2 separate regions of the Mus musculus genome follow, and region 2 is linked to region 1. A link is a contact called in public promoter capture Hi-C data. All regions are on one chromosome and are shown on one strand. The core of a region is the stretch at or near the end of the contact, and the rest is flanking DNA. Distances in the headings are between cores, read along the strand shown.

The links. Promoter capture Hi-C pulls out the DNA fragments that hold promoters and counts their contacts.
Region 2: a promoter capture Hi-C map of embryonic stem cells shows a contact between it and region 1, with 2.8 times the contacts expected there. The contact joins the enhancer-like site here to the promoter of Rln3 in region 1. A contact is called at or near these places in 17 of 39 promoter capture datasets (3T3-L1-derived adipocytes, the HPC-7 cell line, HPC-7-derived erythroid cells and 12 more), 1 of 15 datasets of contacts at CTCF or cohesin (the NIH/3T3 cell line), 5 of 484 Hi-C or Micro-C datasets (the G1E-ER4 cell line, bone marrow-derived macrophages, cerebellum and 2 more), 2 of 115 datasets of contacts at active chromatin or transcription factors (embryonic stem cells and microglia) and 4 of 9 other capture datasets (adipose tissue, liver, macrophages and 1 more).

What each region holds. Positions count from the first base shown.
Region 1 is chr8:84,041,369-84,048,119 of GRCm38.p6, forward strand. Rln3 (relaxin 3) reads right to left here and starts at 3,611. Exons shown (of 2, transcript NM_173184.1): 1 at 3,402-3,611; 2 at 1,699-1,963. The coding sequence starts at 3,588. The coding sequence ends at 1,725. Il27ra (interleukin 27 receptor, alpha) reads right to left here and starts at 1,207. Exons shown (of 14, transcript NM_016671.3): 1 at 1,082-1,207; 2 at 719-836. The coding sequence starts at 1,166.
Region 2 is chr8:84,303,850-84,310,714 of GRCm38.p6, forward strand. No RefSeq gene overlaps it. Among named protein-coding and RNA genes, the nearest start is that of Ccdc130, 37 kb to the left of the region's middle. Within about 2 kb of position 3,677, at least 5 of the 459 cell types and tissues checked have an H3K27ac peak or open chromatin away from gene starts, as enhancers often do. A contact at or near this core is called in embryonic stem cells, where this site is marked.

The DNA of each region.
Region 1 (6,751 bases), core at 2,361-4,860:
GAAAGCAGGATTGTTAGAGGCCAGCTTCACAGGGTAAGACCCTGTCTCAGAAAACATGCTGTTCCCCGGGGCTCCTCCCAAGGTGCTTTTTCTTTGTCCTTTACTTAGCGCAATTGAAATGAAGTTTCCAGATACACTCTCCCCTGGACCCTGAACCCCAAACCATACCAGAACCAGCTATTGTTGTTGTGATTACAAGCGCTACACTGACTTTTTTTTTTTTTTGAGACAGTTTCTTACAGCCCACGCTGATCTCAAACTTGTTGTGAAGCTGAGGTCGCTCTTGAACTCCTGATTTTCTTGCCTCCATCTTCCAAGAGCTGTGTTTGCAGGTGTGTGTCACCATGCTGCTTAGAGTGAACTCAGAAATTCAAGTTACCTGCCCGATGTCGTACAACAACGATATTAACCTGCTTTCTAGTGCTCAGCAGTTTTTCTTTGCCATGTGCCTACCGTGCTGATGGGCAGAATCAATCATGGCAGGCCTGTGCCGTCATTACTGTGGGGGTGGGGGTGGGGGTTGAGAGAGGGAAAGTGGTCAGACCTGAGTTATGCCATAAGGGAATGAGTGGGCTAGCCTGAGGGTTGTGAGAGTGTGGACCGAATTCTCAGTAGCCGGACTGAGGGGCGGGCGGTGATCCTCTTAACAAAATTCGCTTGAAATCTGAGTGACCACTTTCCGTCCTCAGTTTCCCCTAGACCACTCCAGGGTACTCACTATTTCTGACTCTGGTGATACAGCACAGGTGGAGTCTCCAGGTCGCCCAAAGGTTCCCAGGAGCAGTTCAGGATTCCCAGGGGACCGACGCTGTAGCACTGCAGTGGACCTGGACTGCCTGCAGGGGCGCAGAGAGCCGAGAGGACCGTGGTCAAGTTCCCCGGGGCCTGAACTTGCTGGACTGTGGATGCGTCCATCCTCTGGTACAGTGGTAGTGCAGTACCGGAGCGCAGGGCCTGGCACGTGCTGGGATGGCGCAGAGGGAGTCCCGGGCCCCTTTCCGACCTGCTACATCCTGTTGTCGCCCAGTTCCCGATGCCCTACAACTGTGACCCCGAGCCAGCCACTCACGAAGCTGCTCACCGTGGGGCCGCGTCCCGAGCAGCAGCGACATCAGCGACAGCAGAAGCTCCAACGGCGTGAGGCGTGCAACCCGGAGCCGGTTCATGGCTCCCAGGGACAAGTGACACCACCAGGCTTGGGGCTTACAGCCTGCGGGAAGGAAGCCACCCCGCCCCTGGCGGGAAGTCCCCAAATCCGCCCACCCCCAGCAATGATACGCACGCGTGCAAATGCTCAGAACTGAACCTTTATTTTATGTGGTGAGGAAGTCTGAGTACTGAGGACCAGGGGCTCTGTTTTGGGGTGGGGGGGAGGTTAGCCAGGGACAGTGGCGACAATTAGGGCCGGACTGAGGGTGGAGGTGGGGCAGACTCTAGTGTAGCCAGTTTAAGAAGATGGGCATCTGGTTGCTGCTGGGCTGCTGGGGGTGAGGTTGTGGCACGGAAGAACTCAGCCATGAAAAACAAGTTTCTGTTTGGCTGGATAGAGGAGGGGCCGGCAGCAAGGTGGGGAAAGGTTGGCAAGTAGTGTATGCATCTTGGCAGAGGGTCTGTAAGGAGACAGTGGACCCCTTGGTGCCTCGCCTGTAGGAATGCTCTTGAACATCGCACAGCTGACAGCAGCTTGCAGGCACGGCCCGCTTCTCCATTGCTCAACCCTGATCCTAGCACAAGCTGCTAATTTGGCTCTTGCTACAGCCCCACTCGCAGCAACTGCTGGAAAGGCCAGCCAACACATCTCTGCTGCCCCGAACCACTCCAGGTGACCCTTGCCAGCTGGCTCGACCACCGTAGAAAGCCTGGGGGGATTTGGTTAGGGCCAGCCACTCGCTGGAGCCCACCGCTTCATCCAGCTCGCTGGCCAGGTGGTCTGTATTGGCTTCTCCATCAGCGAAGAAGTCCCCTGCAAAAGCAAAGAGGAAGAATCAGGGCTTAGCCCACTTACATCTCCAGTCTGGAGGATCAAGGTTGCGGTTCTGAGTTTGATTTCATCCCCTCGAGGGTTCAAATGCTGGCTCTGTTGTCAGTTTCAGTGCTAAGCTGGACTTTCCTGTCACTGAGTTCATGCGATTCTTTATTTAATGTGGACGGCGTAGATGAAAATATGCATTTGGGAGCTAGGCTCCCTAAATCAGAATAGTAAATGACATTACTTCCGTCTCCCTCCTAGGCTCAGTTTTCTTTTCCACAAAGCAGGGGAGGGGGAGGGGAGATAATAATAACTTCTACTTTTTTTTTTTTTGGCTTTGTCAGGAGTATCAGACTGGATGCCCGCAAAAGCACAATACTATGGGATACATGAGGAGCACTCAAGTGAACACTGATCATTTATTGACCGTCTTGTTTGCTTTACCGAATTCACTTCTTCCAGCCTCTCAGTGACAGCTACTGAGTTTGCTGCTGTTGCCACCTACTTACTATTCACTAATTGGGACCCTGGCTCCTCATCAGGCTTGTGTGAGGACACAGCCATTTAGCCATAGAGCTACTGTTTTGAGGCAGGCACACTCCTAACCTGCGCATGCATCCATCTGTCTGTCCATCATTCACCACCCACACATCTCTCTTTCATCATCATCTTCTTCCTCCTCCTCCACTCCGTTTTTTGGTTTTGCGATTTTTTTTTTTTTGAGACAGGGTCTTAGGCTGTCCTTGAGTTCATGACCATCCTGCCTCAGCTTCCCAGAGTGTTGGGATTCTAATCACAGTCTCCCAAGCCCACTGTGTCGCCTCTTTTGTCTCGCCTCTAAGGAGCTGCACTCTCCTGATTGGCCTCCTGCTGCTCCAGCCACACTAAACAGTCTGCCCCGTTAAAGAATTCTGCAAGGTCTCACCCACTGGGTCTACCATTTCACCAGGAATGGTCTCTGCAGGAGGTAGCAAGGGCTAGAGAGGCCAGAAGGTGGCGAAATCAAGCCCTGTGCCTAGCATCCCGCTCCCTCTCGGCAGACTGGGATAAAAAAACCTGATGTGCCCTCACCCAAAGGGAGGCACCTTAGGGGCAGCGGCACCTCTGTGTGGTGTCATGCTACACACAGCCAGGAAAAGGTAGCCTAATGGCTTTCTGATTTCCACACCCCTGCCTTTAACCCCAAGATGCCTGGCTTCCAGCTACCTCAATTGTACCATCCTGGTCCCGAGGAAGCTTAAAGGCAGGCAGAGGTGTTTCACTGCACATGGCTAGGCAGGGATTCTACCCTGTAGCCCAGGCTGCCTTTAAATGTGAGTTTTTTCTGTTACCACCTCCCAAGAGTTTGGAACTAACCATGCCTGGCCCATGCAGCCTGTTTGGCTTTGCGCTTACCAGGACACCTGTTCCAGGTTGATTGCCTAGCACTCACCCAGAGATTCGTGGGCCAAGATGTCCGCCCGGCGCCATCGTGAGCCTCCGCAAGTGAAGATGACCGCGCGGATGAACTCCCGACCGCAGAGCTTCACCCCGTAGGGCGCCGGCCTCGCCTCGGCCTGCAGCCCCAGAGCCCCGAGGAGAGCCCAGGAAGCCAGCAGCAGCAGCCCGAGCATTGCCATGATCAGCTGAGATGCCTGCGACCCAGGTGCTCTATCTGCACCACCTCCGATCCCCTATTTATACAGGCTGGCTCCCAGCGCCGCCCGCTGACCTGGGTTATCTTCTGAGCAGAGGGGAGGCAGTTGGCAACCTGACCTTTACCATCTCCTTGCTAAGAGATAACCTTTCACGCAGACAGGGTGACATGGCTCAGCTCTCTGTCATCTTCCACACCGAGCAAGTTTCCTGCTTCAGTCTACTACTAAGTTTTGGGATTATAGGAGAAAGCCACCACCTCTCCTTTCTTCTTAGACAGAATCTCCTAACCTGGCTATCCTCAAACTCTCCTCTGATCTGGAGAGATGGCACAGTAGATAAGGATTTCTGCTCTTCCAGATGGCCTGAGTTTGGTGCCCACTACCCAAAGCAGGCAACTCACAATTGCCTGTAACTCCAGCTCCAGGGGATTCTATGCCCCCATCAGGAGCCCGCATGCACATGCATATACATATGTGCACATATACAGACATAAATAACAATTTTAAAAAATTTTTTTAAATAAATAAATAAATGTATTTGTTTATTTTACATCCTAATCACAGTTCCCCCTCCCAGTGTTGAGGTTTCAGGTGTGAAACATCACATTTTGCTTTTAAAAATCTTATTCTTGCTAGGCATGATGGCATACACCCAGCACTCAGGAGCAGAGACAGGTGGATCTCTGAGTTTGCGGCCAGTCTAGTTTACATAGTGAGTTCCAGGCCAGCCAGGGTTACACTTACTTTCTTCCTTCCTTCCTTCCTTCCTTCCTTCCTTCCTTCCTTCCTTCCTTCCTTCCTTCCTTCCTTTCTTTCTTTCTTTCTTTCTTTCTTTCTTTCTTTCTTTCTCTCTCTCTCTCTCTCTCTCCCTTCCTTCCTTTCTTTCTTTCTTTCTTTCTTTCTTCCTTCCTTTCTTTTATTTATTTTTTTGTTGTTGTATTTTTGAGACAGGGTTTTTTTGTTGTTGTTTTGTTTTGTTTTGTTTTGTTGTTTTTTCGAGACAGGGTTTCTCTGTATAGCCCTGGCTGTCCTGGAATTCACTTTGTAGACCAGGCTGGTCTTGAACTCAGAAGTCCTCCTGCCTCTGCCTCCCAAGTGCTGGGCTTATAGGTGTGTGCCACCACCGCCCTGCAGAGACCCTGTCTTTAAAAGTCCAATTTTAGCCGGGCGGTGATGGCACACGCCTTTAATCCCAGCACTTGGGAGGCAGAGACAGGCGGATTTCTGAGTTCGAGGCCAGCCTGGTCTACAGAGTGAGTTCCAGGACAGTCAGGGCTACACAGAGAAACCCTGTCTTGAAAAAAAAAAAGTCCAATTTTGTTTATTGTTTTAGAATTATGTAAGTATATTTATTTATGTGTCTTTGTGTGTGCATGTGTATGTGTGTCTCTGTGTGAGTGTGTCTGTGTGCACCACATTTATGTGGGTTTTTGTAGAGGCCAAAAGTGGGCATCAAACTCTTGGAATTCGAATTACAGGCTGTGCTGCTGACATGGCTGCTGGGAACAGAACTTGGGTCCCCACACAAGAAGAAAATGCTCTTATCACTGTGCTGCCTCTCAGCCCCTCTGCAGTTCTGGGGTGGCCTGGAATGACCTTAGGGCTGGAGAGACAGAGATGGCTCAGAGTTTATGTGTACTGGATGCTCTTCCAGAAGACCTAGGTTTAGTTCCCAGCACCCACATGGCAGCTCACAACCATCAGTAGTAATTCTACGTCCAGGGAATCTGACGCCCTCTTCTGGCCTCTGCAGGTACCAGACATGCAAATGTTATACAGACAAGCATGCAGGCAAAACACCTATGCACATATCAAAATTATTTTAAAGTAAAAGCCCTGAACCTGTGGTGAATTCTCCCACCCCTACCACTTATTTTTCTTAGCTTTCTTTCTATGGCAGCAAGAGGGCAGAGATGGGAGAAGAGACGGGGAGAGAGAGAGAGAGAGAGAGAAAGAGAAAGAGAAAGAGAGAGAGAGAGAGAGAGAGAGAGAGAAGGGAGGGGGGTGTATTTTATATACACTGATTATTAGGCTCAAGGCCCTGCACCTGCTATGAAAGGGCTTACACAGCTGCATCCCAAGAACTTAAATTTCTTTTAAAAATTGAGACTTATAATTTCATTTTATCTACTATCAATCAATCAATCTATCTATCTATCTATCTATCCATCTGTCCATCCATCCATCTAATGAGGATGTGTGCCATGGTGTGCATGTAAAGGTTGGAGGACAACTTGTAGAGATCAGCTCTCTTTTGGTTTTTTGTTTTGTTTTGGTTTTTGTTCTTTTTTGGTTTTTGTTTTTTTGTTTTTTGGTTTTTTTTGTTTTGTGTGTGTGTGTGTGTGTGTGTGTGTGTGTGTGTGTGTGTGTGTGTGTGTGTGTGTGTGTGTGAGATAGGGTTTCTCTGTGTAGCCCTGGCTGTCCTGGAACTCACTTTGTAGACCAGGCTGGCCTCAAACTCAGAAATCTGCCTGCCTCTGCCTCCTGAGTGCTGGGATTAAAGGCGTGTGCCACCACGCCCGGCTTGAGATCAGCTTTCTTATTCCACCACATGAATCCTGGGACTTGAACCCAGGCTTGGTGGCAGGCACCTTTATCTACCCTGACATCTTGCCAGCCCTCCCTGCCACCGCTGTCTTACTCAAGACAGTGTCTCACTGAGTTGCCCGTTTGACCTTGAGCTTATTCTGTAGCCTAAGTTGGCCTTAATTTTGCTCTCCTCCTGCTTCAGCCTCCCTGGTAGTTGAAACTACGGTGCTTCCTCCAGCAGCCAGCTGGGAAGTTCAGCCAACAGCTTCCAGGTGCTGCTCTGAAGTGCTTGTCTGCAACAGCTGATTTCAAACTTTCTTGCTTGCTTGTTTGTTTTGTTTTTTCCAGACAGAGTTTCTCTGTATAGCCCTGGAATTCACTCTGTAAACCAGGCTGGTCATGAACTCAGAGTCCTACCTGCCTCCACTTCTCCAGTGCTAGGAATAAAGGAGTGTGCTGCTGCTGCTGCTGCTGCTGCCGCTGCCGCCGCCACCGCCACCGCCTGAGTTCAACCTTCCAATGAGATGTCAACTTGATATCCTCAAATTCTTTTTTTTAAAATTTCCTTCACTTAAAAAATTCTTTTAGATTTAGTTTATGTGCATGAGTCTGTCTG
Region 2 (6,865 bases), core at 2,427-4,926, 260 kb after region 1:
CACATGTGCACAGTCATGCATGGATACACACACGTGCACACAGTATGCACATACACACATATGTACACACTGTGCATACATACACAGGCACACACAAAAAAATGAATAAATCTTAAAAGAAATAAAAACCCTGTCTCAAAAAATGTTTTTAAAGGCAGAAAAAACTTGTCCTTGCAGAGCTAAAGCCCCTCACTGGGTGCCGGGTAGATGTTGGCACTGGGCTGCCCATCTGTGGGCACAAGTCTCTGCTTTCATAGGTCCTCAGGCTGGGGTGTTTATAGCAGCAGAAAACAGACCAAGGCAGTCTCTATGGAAAGATGGCTTAGCAGCCCTGGGAGGTGACTGTGAACTTGGGAGAGGACTCGGGCCACATAAGAAGGCAGGCTATTTTTAGCTGGAGCATGTGTGGGTGAGAGGACTCCAAGCAGAAAGAAGAAAAGAGTAGGAACAGAAGCCCAGGGACCCTTTACAGAGTGGAGGATTGGGGTGTGTGTGGACATGTTGAGTAAAAGAGAGGAAAGTGGCTGTCGCACAAGGCTGCCAGACACCAGAGGGCAAAGAAGTCATCCTTCCTAGTTTGTTATTGTTTTGTGGAAGTCACGTATCCCAGGCTGGTCTGACACTTGCTATGTAGCCAAGGATGAATCTCAACTCCTTCTGATCCTCTTGCCCTCACATCTGGCACACTGGGCTCACAGGCGTCTGCCACCATACCCATTATGCAGTGCTGGGCATAGAACTCAAGGCTTCATGCACGCAGAGCAAGAGCTCTGTCCAGTGAGCCACACATCTCAGCTCATGATCCCCCCTTTTTTGTTGCTTGTTTGTTGAGTCTCCTGTAGCCCAGGCTTGCATTGAACTCCTGCCTTCTCTTGCCTCTGCCTTCCAAATACTGGGATTACAGATGTAACCCCTGTGCTTAACCCTTTCTTTGCTTTTAAAAACAGGCTCTCGGGGCCAGTGAGATCGTGAAGAGGGTAAAGGTGCTTATTGCTAAGCCTGGTGACTCAAGTTCAATCTCTGGTAGCTCCATGGTAGAAGAAGAGAACCAGTTCCCACAGGCTGTCCCCTAGCTTCCATTTGTGTGTTCTGGCATGTTCATATATATGCACGGGTTGCTTGGACAGCCCTATTTCTGGCATTTGGCAGTATTCCTTGCCCACTATCTTCAGTACTGCTTGCGCCGTGACCAAGAACATGCCAAGAAGCAACTTAAGGGGCTGGAGAGCCAGCTCAGCAGTTAAGATGCTTGCTGCTCCAGAGGACCTGGGTTCAGTTTCCAGCACCCAAGTCAGGTGGCTCCTAACTGCCTATAACTCCAGCTCCAGAGGTTTGGCCTCTGGCCTCTCAGAATACTTGCACACAAATAGTGCACCTGTACACACACACACACACACACACACACACACACACACACACACACACACACCCCTAAATAAAAATTAAAAGAGAGGAAGGGTTTATTGGCGTTTACAGTCCAAGAAGACATAGTCTGTCATGGAGGGGAAAGTGAGAGGAGCTGGTTACATTGTATCCCATGCAGGTTACATTGTATCCCCATGCAGGGATCAAAGAGTGATCAGGAGGGGCCTAGCAATAAAATAAATAAATTTCAAGACCTTCCAGGAATGTGTTCCCAGGGACATGCTTCCTCCAGGAAGACTCCACTTCCCAAAGGTTCCTCAACTTCTCCAAATAGCACCACATTTGGGACCTGAGTGTCGAAAGAGAGAGTGCCTAAGGGGGACATTTTACATCTAAGCCACAGCACCCTCCACTCTGTCCTGTCCGTATGTCTCCTTTTTCGAGGTCCCTTTCCTCTGGGCCTCATTGGTAGCCCTGGCTGTCCTGGAACTTACTATGTAGACCAAGCTCTAGATCCACTTGCCTTTGTCTTCTGAGTGCTGGGATTAAATGTATGTGCTAACATACCCAGCACTCAAAGACATTTATTTGAAATAGTCAAAACTCCGGGACTGGGCTGAAGTGGAACCTGAAGGGTTCTTTGGAAAGTCAGTTGGATGGTGTTTTGCTGGGGTGAACATGTGAAGGAACATTTCGTTAAAGTGGACACAGGAGAATGACTAAGGCAGACTAGTGAAGGAATGTTTCACTGAAGCAGATACAGGAGAGAGGATGTTCTGCTAAAGGAAGCACACGAAAGGGCACGTGATGAAGGATTCTTTGCTAATAACGCACATGAATTGGTCCACCTTACACTGCTGCATTTGTTGGAACTCTGTCCAGAGAAGTACTCCAAAAAATTTCTAGTGGTGTACTGCAGTTTCTTGCCTACTTCCTTGGATTCAGGCTGATTGGAGGCAAGACCTGTGCTGTGGCAAGGCACGTGGAGGACATGTGATGCTTAAAGGGTATAAATGGACTCCATGGAGAGACAGAGACAGAGCTTGGCTTGTTAGTACAGCTAGCTGTGCAATGCTTGTAGGTCTCTAGTCTTCACTGATCTTTACTTCCCTGAGAGAGGCACAGCAGAGAACTCCTGGTGTTCCTGTTGGTCCCTCCTGCTGACTCAAGCTGAGGCTGAGGCCTGGCTGTCTCTGCTAGGTCATGTCACCGCTGTTGCTAATTCAGCTCTACCAAACTAGATGGCTGGTGTATCCCTGAAATGTTTGTGAGTGGATTGAGCTGCCGCTGCCTGTGAACTGAACTGCCGATTTCCAGACAACACAGATGGGAGTTGCTCCAAAGAACCTCTCTAAAAAAAGGTCCGCTCTCCCCTACCCCACTCCCACCCTGAATCCTTTCTTTTCCACTACCTGGGTGGTGGGCGACAAGGGAGGTTAAAATATTCAAGCTAAGCATTTAAGAACCATTATTTAAAATAAAGTTTGAAAAAATTAGTTAGCCATAGCTCAGTTGGTAAAATGTTTGCCTAAACTGCATGAGGCCTTAGATTCCATCCCCAGGGCCACATGAACTGTGTGTGGTAAAGCATGCCTGTAAAATCTCAGAACTCAGGAGGTGGAGACAGGAAGACTGGAGGCTCAAGGCTATCCTCATCTACATAGGGAGTTCCAGACCAGCCTGGGCTACATGAGACTGTCTCAGAACGGTGTGTGTGTGTGTGTGTGTGTAGTGAAACATCATCAGGTAAAGGGACTTTCCCCTGAGCCTGGTGCTGTAAGTTGGATCTCTGACATCCATATGGTGGAAGGAAAGGACTGACTCTAACAGATTGTCTTTTGTCTCTGTATGCAAACCAGGGCAGACAAGCTCCTCCTCCCCCAAATCAATCAATTAATTAGTATTTTAAGAAGCCCAACATGTTGTTTTTGTATTTTGAGACAGTCTCATACTCTATATTCCAGGCTGGCCTAGAAGTTGCTTCAGTCCTCCAGCTTTTCAAGTTGTGTTAGTTACTTCTGCTGTGATACAACACTATGACCAAGGCAACTTACAGGAAGGAGGAGTTTATTTGGTTCCACAAGGGTTAGAAGCCATGATGGCTGGGGACAACATGGAAGCAGGCATCGTGGCCGAATCCGCAAGCGGAAAGTTCACATCTTGAACCCCAGACACAAAGCAGAGAGTGTAAATGCTCAAAGCCTACTTCCAGTGAGATACTTCCTCAAGCAAGGCCACACCTTCTGGGTCTCCCCAAACATCAGCACCAACACCAGACTAAGTGTTCAAATACAGGAGCCTGTGGGGGACATTCTCATGCAAAACACTATACAAGAGCTGGGATTGTAGGTGTGAGTATGCACATTTGCCTGTTCTCAGCATCCCTACTGGGTGGCTGTACCCCATTCACTGGAATCTCTAGCTCCAGGAGATTGGACACCTTCTTCTGCCTTCTAAGGGCACCTGCATATGAGTGGCAGACACTCATGCAAACACATAAACCCCAGCAATAAACTGTATGACATTTTACTAGCATTTCATTTAGGCTGTGTTCAGACATACAGGAAAGTCACAAGAACAATACTGAGATGACAGACTTGTGGTACCATGCCTGGTTATTGTTGAAAACTCAGGGCCTCTGCCAACTGAGCTATAGTCGGGTATGCTCATGTCTGGTGCCTGCAGAGGCCTGGAGCTGGAGTTACATATAGCTTTAATCTGCCTGATACAGGGATGCTGGATACCAATCTCAGGTCTCTGGAAGCACAGTATGCTTTCTTAATTGTGATACAAACTGACCCACGAGATGTGGAATGGTTGTCAGGGAGCATGCCTGGAGCAAGACTTAGGCCCTGACAAGTCCAAAACCCGAAAATCTCATTCTGAGACAGCAAGAGTAAGGCTCGCTCACCTCCCTGTCTGATGCCACAGTGCTATCCTTGGGACTCCCACCTTCATCACTCTTGATATAGTCACATAGCCTGATGGCCATATTACAAGTTTAACTTCTCTTCTCCCTACAGCAAGCACCTGGAATTCTTCTTTGTGTAAATGAAGCATTCCCAGCACCTCACCCCCAGTCAGTAATGTACACACACCTTGGAAACCCCTACCCACTCCCCAAGGTTTATACAGCCCTTATTTACCCCTGAATAAAGAGAGCTGTAACTCTAAAAACCTCCTCGGAGAAGTCCTCCCCCCCCCCCGCACCCCAGCTTGCACTGGTGCCTGAATACCCCAAGGGCACAAGCTAAGCCAGTCCCCACTTATCTGCTGAGCAACAGGCTTTCTGTCTGTACTGTTTAAGTTTATTGTCACTTGCAGCAGCAGAGCAGGATTTATTGCATCAGAGCAACAGAGGCCACATGGCCTGCAAACCAAAACCTTCTGGCCTTTTACAGAAAACATAAAGCAACCAGTTAAGCCACCAGGAAGCAGTTATAGTGGGACAGGCCTGTGAGTCCCACTTAGGACGCTAAGGCAAGAGAGTGGTAAGTTCAAGGCCAGCCTGGCCAAAGTGAAACTCCAGTTTCAGAATGGCTGTTCCAACTGAACAGAAGTTCATTGAGGTGGATACATTTTGTGTCTGTAATTTCATGCAGTGATTTTTTTAAAATCACAAATTATTTATAATAAAATTTTAATAAACAAAAAAAGGTGTAAAATAAAATAACAAAGTCTATATTGTACCTATTGATGTGTTTATAAACAGGTAAAAATATTTCTATGGAGGTGTGGTGAGGAATGGGGAAAGGGAGTGCTTCAGTGAGCCCATGCTGAGGCAGCCCTTCCCCCTCCCCAGGGACCAGCCACACGGTATAGTATAGAATAGTACTTATTCAAGGCAAGCGGGGAGGTTAAGAGGGTAGTAGAGGCAGAAAAAGGCAGAGGGAGAGAGAGAGAGAGAGAGAGAGAGAGAGAGAGAGAGAGAGAGAGAGAGAGAGAGAGAGAGAGAGAGAGAGAGAGAGAGAGAAGAGGAGTAAAGGCTGGCTATGAGTACATGGAGGGTTGGGCAAGGGAATGGGGGGACAAAAGGGGGAAGGGAAGAGCAAGAGAAGAGCAAGAGACCAAGAGAGCGAGGAGGGGACAAACAGCCCCTTTCATAGTGAGTCAGCCATACCTGGCTGTTGCAAGGTAACTGTGGGGTGGAGCTTAGACAGAATGCTCACATTCCCCTATTTTGGTTTAATTACAAAAGGAAAAATTAGAAAGAGCTGATGGTGGAGCAGGAATAGGGTCATTGTGATCTCTGGCTACTTCATTCTGGCATTGGGGCAACGTGTCTCTAGGGAACCTAAGAGAATGGGAATATTTGTCCAGTCTTAGAGTTGGCTGTTTCCTTGTTGTCCATGGTCTGTGGAGCCATCTGAGGATAGGTCAGAAGGAACAGATCTAATAGAAGTGTCTGTGCCTGTGCCTGTGCCTGTGCCTGTGCCTGTGCCTGTGCCTGTGTGAGTCTGTGCCTGTGCCTGTGCCTGTGCCTGTGCCTGTGCCTGTGCCTGTGCCTGTGCCTGTGCCTGTGCCTGTGCCTGTGCCTGTGCCTGTGCCTGTGCCTGTGCCTGTGCCTGTGTGAGTCTGTGCCTGAGCCTGTGCCTGTGCCTGTGCCTGTGCCTGTGCCTGTGTGAGTCTGTGCCTGAGCCTGTGCCTGTGCCTGTGCCTGTGCCTGTGCCTGTGCCTGTGCCTGTGTGAGTCTGTGCCTGAGCCTGTGCCTGTGCCTGTGCCTGTGCCTGTGCCTGTGCCTGTGTGAGTCTGTGCCTGAGCCTGTGCCTGTGCCTGTGCCTGTGCCTGTGCCTGTGCCTGTGCCTGTGCCTGTGTGAGTCTGTGCCTGAGCCTGTGCCTGTGCCTGTGCCTGTGCCTGTGCCTGTGCCTGTGCCTGTGCCTGTGCCTGTGCCTGTGCGTGTCTGTGTCTGTGTCTGTGAGAGAAGATTGGAGCATCTGTAGGTTGCTTCTCTGGAGCTGTCTTGAATGTAGTAAGTGCTTGGATTTGACAAGATGCTGAAACACACACACATATATTAAAGGTAGAGATTAATTTTTTTTCTTAGATGTACATTTGAAACCCAGAGGAATCCACCCTCAGGAATAGGTAGTAAGTGGGAACTGTAGGCTATTGATTAGCAAATGGACTTATCTGGATGGAGTCTATTTGGTCCATGAGAGGTAGATCTGAGCGGGTTTCCTGTAGCTTATACGTTTACAAAAGAGATAACAACATGGGTTAACAACATGTATAGTCTATAGGAATAGTGTTAGGACTGTGGCATAGCAAGAAGAAGAAATATGAAAAACTTTTAATTAATGGAAACCAAGCTTAGGTAAGGAGGTAACAGATTACATCTATGAAAGCTTTTTCTAGCTGTCAGGTTATAGTTACCTTTATATTTTGATATGCCTAAAATTGCTCAATGATTGGGCCACTTCCTAACCTCCATTTGTCTAATCCACCTCTTTCAGATACCCCAAAGTTATTACTTGCAAGAATCTATATTCCATCTTTGCT